Regions from separate parts of the Rattus norvegicus genome. Here region 2 is linked to region 1. A link is a contact called in public Hi-C data. All regions are on one chromosome and are shown on one strand. The core of a region is the stretch at or near the end of the contact, and the rest is flanking DNA. Distances in the headings are between cores, read along the strand shown.

The links. A called contact is a pair of places that touch in the nucleus more often than the background predicts.
Region 2: a Hi-C map of Schwann cells shows a contact between it and region 1, with 3 times the contacts expected there. The contact joins the promoter of LOC134480470 here to the enhancer-like site in region 1. A contact is called at or near these places in 7 of 12 Hi-C or Micro-C datasets (Schwann cells, frontal cortex, kidney and 3 more) and 1 of 1 datasets of contacts at active chromatin or transcription factors (oligodendrocytes).

What each region holds. Positions count from the first base shown.
Region 1 is chr9:1,338,281-1,340,980 of GRCr8, reverse strand. It overlaps Ptprs (protein tyrosine phosphatase, receptor type, S), which reads left to right. Exons shown (of 34, transcript NM_019140.3): 22 at 394-506; 23 at 990-1,087; 24 at 1,203-1,326; 25 at 1,613-1,788; 26 at 1,874-1,993. Among named protein-coding and RNA genes, the nearest start is that of Trnak-cuu11, 41 kb to the right of the region's middle. Within about 2 kb of position 1,395, at least 10 of the 93 cell types and tissues checked have an H3K27ac peak or open chromatin away from gene starts, as enhancers often do. A contact at or near this core is called in Schwann cells, where this site is marked.
Region 2 is chr9:1,475,640-1,478,385 of GRCr8, reverse strand. LOC134480470 (TINCR ubiquitin domain containing) reads left to right here and starts at 1,347. Exons shown (of 1, transcript XM_063267958.1): 1 at 1,347-1,616. The coding sequence starts at 1,347. The coding sequence ends at 1,616. It overlaps Tincr (TINCR ubiquitin domain containing), which reads left to right and starts at 1,916. Exons shown (of 2, transcript NR_130129.1): 1 at 1,916-2,239; 2 at 2,657-2,746.

The DNA of each region.
Region 1 (2,700 bases), core at 146-2,645:
TGGCACACGTGTCTATACAAGGGCCTGGGATCAAGACTCAGTATGGGATTGGAATTTCGGTGAGATTGAGGCTTAGTCGGCTTGGAGCTTAATCTGGGATACAGGCTTGTCTTGAATTGTGGCCCAGTCTGGGATTGAAGCTTAGTCTATGATGAAGGATCCATCTGGATTTGGGGCTCAGCTAAGGCAGAGGACCCAGTCTGAGGTTTATGCTAGTCTCTGATCCAAGGGTCTTTGTAGGACTGAGGTTCCATAAAATTAGGGCTCAGTGTGTAAATGGCCCATTCCCTACCACATGTTTGTAGGCCCTGGGTCATGTGTCCCTGAGTGTGCACACACACACTTTGGGGCATGTGCTAACATTGGCTGTCCCCTCCCTCTCTGTCCTTGAAGCAAACGCAAGGACTCAGAGCCCCGCACCAAATGCTTATTGAACAATGCAGACCTCGCCCCCCATCACCCCAAGGACCCTGTGGAAATGCGACGTATCAACTTCCAGACGCCAGGTACGCACTGACTGGGGCCAGAAGCAGCTGGCAGGGCCTGAGGCTCAGGTTCAGGTCTGATGTATCAACATCAGGGTGAGAGACCCCAGCTACTTCAGCTGTAAGAGTCAAGACGCAGAAACTGGGAAGGGTCGGGGAGAGGCCATCACACACACACACACACACACACACACACACAACACAGCATATATGTCACGTACCACACCCACTTGGAGAACCACCCCCCCAACCCCGGCTTGGGAAGGGCAGGGATCCATGCACCATGTTTCTGAGGTGCACTGGCTGCCTCTGCTTCTCCGTCTTTGCCACAAGACACTGGGCACTATAGGGACCAGGGCTCCACAGGCCTCACTTGCTCCCATCCTCTGGCTGTACAGCAGGTGGCACTACTCCAGTCTTGCTCACCTGTTCATGTCCTTTAGCTACAGTGCCTCCATAGCCACAGCAGCTGAGCCTGCTGTCCCCATGCTCCTCTCTTCACAGGTATGCTCAGCCACCCGCCCATTCCCATCACAGACATGGCTGAACACATGGAGAGACTCAAAGCCAACGACAGCCTCAAGCTCTCCCAGGAGTATGAGGTGAGCTGAGTCTACTGTAGGACTTGCTTGATGCCCCAGCCCTGGTGACCCAGCACTACACCTCTTCCCATCATGCCTGAACCTACTCATGCCTGAACCTACTCATTCCCTGTAGTCCATCGACCCTGGCCAGCAGTTCACTTGGGAACATTCGAACCTGGAGGCCAACAAGCCAAAGAACCGATACGCCAATGTCATCGCCTATGACCATTCACGAGTCATCCTGCAGCCTTTAGAAGGTAGCAGGGATCTGGGCTGCATGGGTGTGGTGGGTGCTGTTTAGGCAGCACTGATCCTCAAGGGTCAGGTCAGCTCTGCGTTGCTATGGTTTATGGGAGAGGTGCCACAGTAGCTGCAGTGTGGCAGGGTTGGCTGACTGCCACAGTGGGCCCAGTAGAGAGAGATCTGGCCCCAGATGGCTGCAACAGAGCCAAAGGGCCATTCATACAGTGGCCATAGGGCGTGTGTCAGAGGACAAGTTGGACAACCCCACAGAACTGTCTTTGACCTCCTGCCTGGCTACAGGCATCATGGGTAGTGATTACATCAATGCCAACTATGTGGACGGCTATCGGCGGCAGAACGCATACATCGCCACGCAGGGGCCCCTGCCTGAGACCTTTGGGGACTTCTGGCGGATGGTGTGGGAGCAGCGGTCAGCCACTGTGGTCATGATGACACGGCTGGAGGAGAAATCACGGGTGAGGCGCTATGGGCAAGGCTTGGCCCTGAGGCTTCCAAGGTGCTGCCTGACCTTCCTGAGCTCATGTCCCTCTCATCCCACAGGTCAAATGTGACCAGTACTGGCCTAACCGAGGCACCGAGACATACGGCTTCATCCAGGTCACCCTACTAGATACTATGGAGCTGGCCACCTTCTGTGTCAGGACCTTTTCTCTACACAAGGTGTGGTCTGGATGGGGACGCATTGTATAGAGTAAACATGTGCTGGGCTGACCGCACTCCTGGGGGCCCACTTGAGGGCTGGAGGAATCAAAGCTCAGAGTTAGCCCGGCATGAGCAGCCATGGTGGGAACAAGGTCAGCACAGGACCCAGTTTGGCTACCTGCCGCACTCTGGCCCCCATGAGCGGTTTCTGTGCTACAGGCAGCACGTCTGTAACCACGTCTGTAACCACGTCTGTAACGTGGTCCTGCCCACTCTTGGTATTTTTGTCTCTGAACTGGCCGGACTCTGCCATCTGAAAGTTATCCCATCCTGCTGGGGAGGGACAAGGTCACCCTGTGCAGACTGATGTCCCCTCCCTCTCTGTCCTTGAAGCAAACATCTTCATCTGCAGTACATCTTGCTGTGTGGCTGTGTCTGTCTGTCCCAAGTTCTGACTGCAAGAAGCCTCCTGCATGTTCCTTACAGTTCCTTACAGGGGGAGGAGGGATGCATAGGGCCCTAGACACCTCCTACAGGTGAATGGGCCTATGGCAGGAGGGCGCAGTCACACATGGAAACATCCTGACTGTGCTGCCCATTGCCATGGCGCAGACACAGCACCCTGCCTTTGTGGAGTGACTCTCGTGGTGGTAGAGCACAGAAGGAAATGGGCATGGAAGTGGGCAGCAGGCAAGAGAGGGGCCAACATGGCACCTAGAATTGGA
Region 2 (2,746 bases), core at 98-2,597, 140 kb before region 1:
GTTTTCATGTGTGCAGTGTGTAGGTGTTTTATATTTGCATGTTGTCAGTTATTAATCTTTCAATTAAAGGCTCCCTATACAGACACTGAAGCGTGTGGGTGGTGAATGTGGGTAAGTGGGACAGTTACGGTTGCCCCCCAGCACCCTGGGAGGTGTGTTTTCCCATATAGTCTCCTACCTGTCCTTTGGGGGTAATGGGGGTCATGGTCTCACTTTGTAGATAAGGTTGGCCTCCAACTCACAGGAATCTGCCTGCCTCTGCCTTCCAAGTGCTGGAATTAAAGACTTATACCACCAAAATGTCACTTGTGCTAAATTTTAGAATGCTCAGTTTGTTTTTCTTTGCGGAGTCAAATTTAGCACCTAGACTGTTCTCTCAGCATTGCCGTTCCTGGGTGAGTGTACGTCAGAGCCCTATGACAACAGTGTCATTTCACAACACCCCTGTGGACAGGCAGAGACACTGAGGTAGGGGAGGAGGGGTTGTGGCAGGAGGTGACAGCGTTAGAGGCCACAAAGTGGCCATTGCATTGTTGCTGGTGACAAATGCTCAAAGTGTGTGTGTCAGAGGCCAAGTGCAGAGTACAAACTGCTCTATCCAGTTGCGGCAACAAGTGCAGCAGGAAAGGTAAAGATGGGCTTGCACAAGTGTGCTGGAGAGGCAGCTGGCTTTCCGGATAAGGGCTGTAAGGGTTGGGAGGCTGGGGCTCCCTTTGCTCCCCATCAGGCACTTGCTGAACCATGTGGGTGGTGAATGTGGGCAAAGGGGAATGAATGTTGAACTCTTACCCATCCCCTGAAGCCCCAGCTCCAGTGCCCACATGAATGGGATTCTTCCAGCCCAAACCCAGAAGTCTGTCTCCCCTACTTAGGCCATGACCGCAAAGGCTGGAGAAGCTATCCCTGTTCCCAACTTGATGGCCATAGAGGACAGAGGCCCAGGATTGAGGTTTCTTTGGAGCCCACAGACACAAAGCCAGTGCCGATATGGATTAGGGAGGAAGTTCCAGAGGATTAAAGAAGTGGGTGGGTGGGTTACACTGCCTTCCTTGCCACCCTTCTCTACCCTTTACTACTTCTGCTTCAAAGAAAGACCCAGCTCCACTCCTCCAACACACCAGGCTCCCCGTCCTGCCCCAGGGCCTTTGAATAGCTGCATTCTTTGCCCCAGAGCCTTTGATGTATTCTGTGTACAGGAGAAAGGTTTACCATGGAGGCTTGGGCTGGGCCAGCCAATGCTACCATCTCTGTGGGCTGCTCCTGCAGCAGGGCGTGCCTAGAAGGGGTGGAGGCTGGCAGCTGAGCTGGTCTGGCAGGTGCTGACCTGCCAGAGTCTCAGGCTGGCAATGGCCATGGAAGAGCTGCGTCGTGGGTTGTCCCGCTGGAAGCGATACCACATTAAGGTACACCTAGCCGATGAGGCATTGCTACTGCCACTGACCGTGCGGCCATGCGACACACTGAGCGACCTGCGAGCACAGCTAGTGGGCCAGGGTGTGAGCTCTTGGCGCAGAACCTTCTACTACAACTCTAGGCCGCTGCCTGACCATCAGACAGTTCGTGAGGCACGCCTGCAGGACGGCTCAGTATTGCTTCTACTCAGCGACACCAGGTGACCAGGGACCTGGGCTGGAACCTGGACTGGGACCTGGTAGGATCTTGAGCTCTGACTTGTGGAGGATGACACAGTGGGAGGGTGCTGGCTCGGGGACAAGGTGAGAAAGGCCCTTGTGACTGTGAGCTCTTCTTCTTAGCTCCATTAGCTTTGTCGATCTGCGGTGCAGGCTCCAGTGGTGGCTCTGGGGACTCTTCCTGCCTCCCTCTGTGTACCTGGCTCTGGCTCTGCATGCCTCTGTGTCCTGGTCTCTCTATCTCTCTGCACACTGTCCCCATATGTTTTTCATGTCTCCTGTGTCTCCATCTCTTTCAGTGTCTGCCCACTCACTTCGGAGGGTGGCAGGACAAACAGCCCTGGGCCACTACTGTACCCTATCCCAAGCCTGTGTGTCTACACTGTGCTCTGTGTCTCCAGTGGGGCCAAGGCTCACTTCAGCTCAACTCCTGGACTAGCTGGAAAGGCCTAGAAGCCAAGTGCTTTTGTCCTTACCTTGTCTCTTTGTGTCCACCTCTCAGGTAGGAGATGGAGCAGTGACTTTAGTGATACAGGATGCTGGCTGAGGGAGCAAACTGGGCCAGGAGGCACCATACCTCTCTTCCTGGGAGCCCAGTTGTACTCTAGGTAAGCTGGTAGAATATACAGGTGGGGAAACTGAGGGCCCATGGGGTGGCACACTAGTCTCATCCTCGTTTCCTAATGTTGGCTCAGCGCTGGTGTCCACAACTTGCTGGGTGACCTTGAGAAATTTTCTGCTGTCCTCTGGCTTCTGACTGAGCTTCTTGGGCTTAGGTCCACAAATGCCTGCGATTCCTGTAACAGGCACCAGGATGCACTGAGCAGCTATACCTGCAATTCCTGTGGTGTCCACCAGGGGATCCAAGCACTGTGGCTGCTACAGAAGAAAGGGCCTCAGGATTGTGGGCAACCACTGCACTCCCTTCCGTGCCCAGATCCAGGCTATTTGGAGAAGGGAAAAAGGGCCATTGGCTTGGAAACTGCTAATTCACAACCCTGGGTCCATGTCCCTTGCTGATCCAGGTGCTGGGCTCCCAGCTAGATGCAACTCGCCAGTCCTGCTGATTACTGCTTCTGGTGTTCCTGATGGTGACTTCCAACACGGTCGTCCAG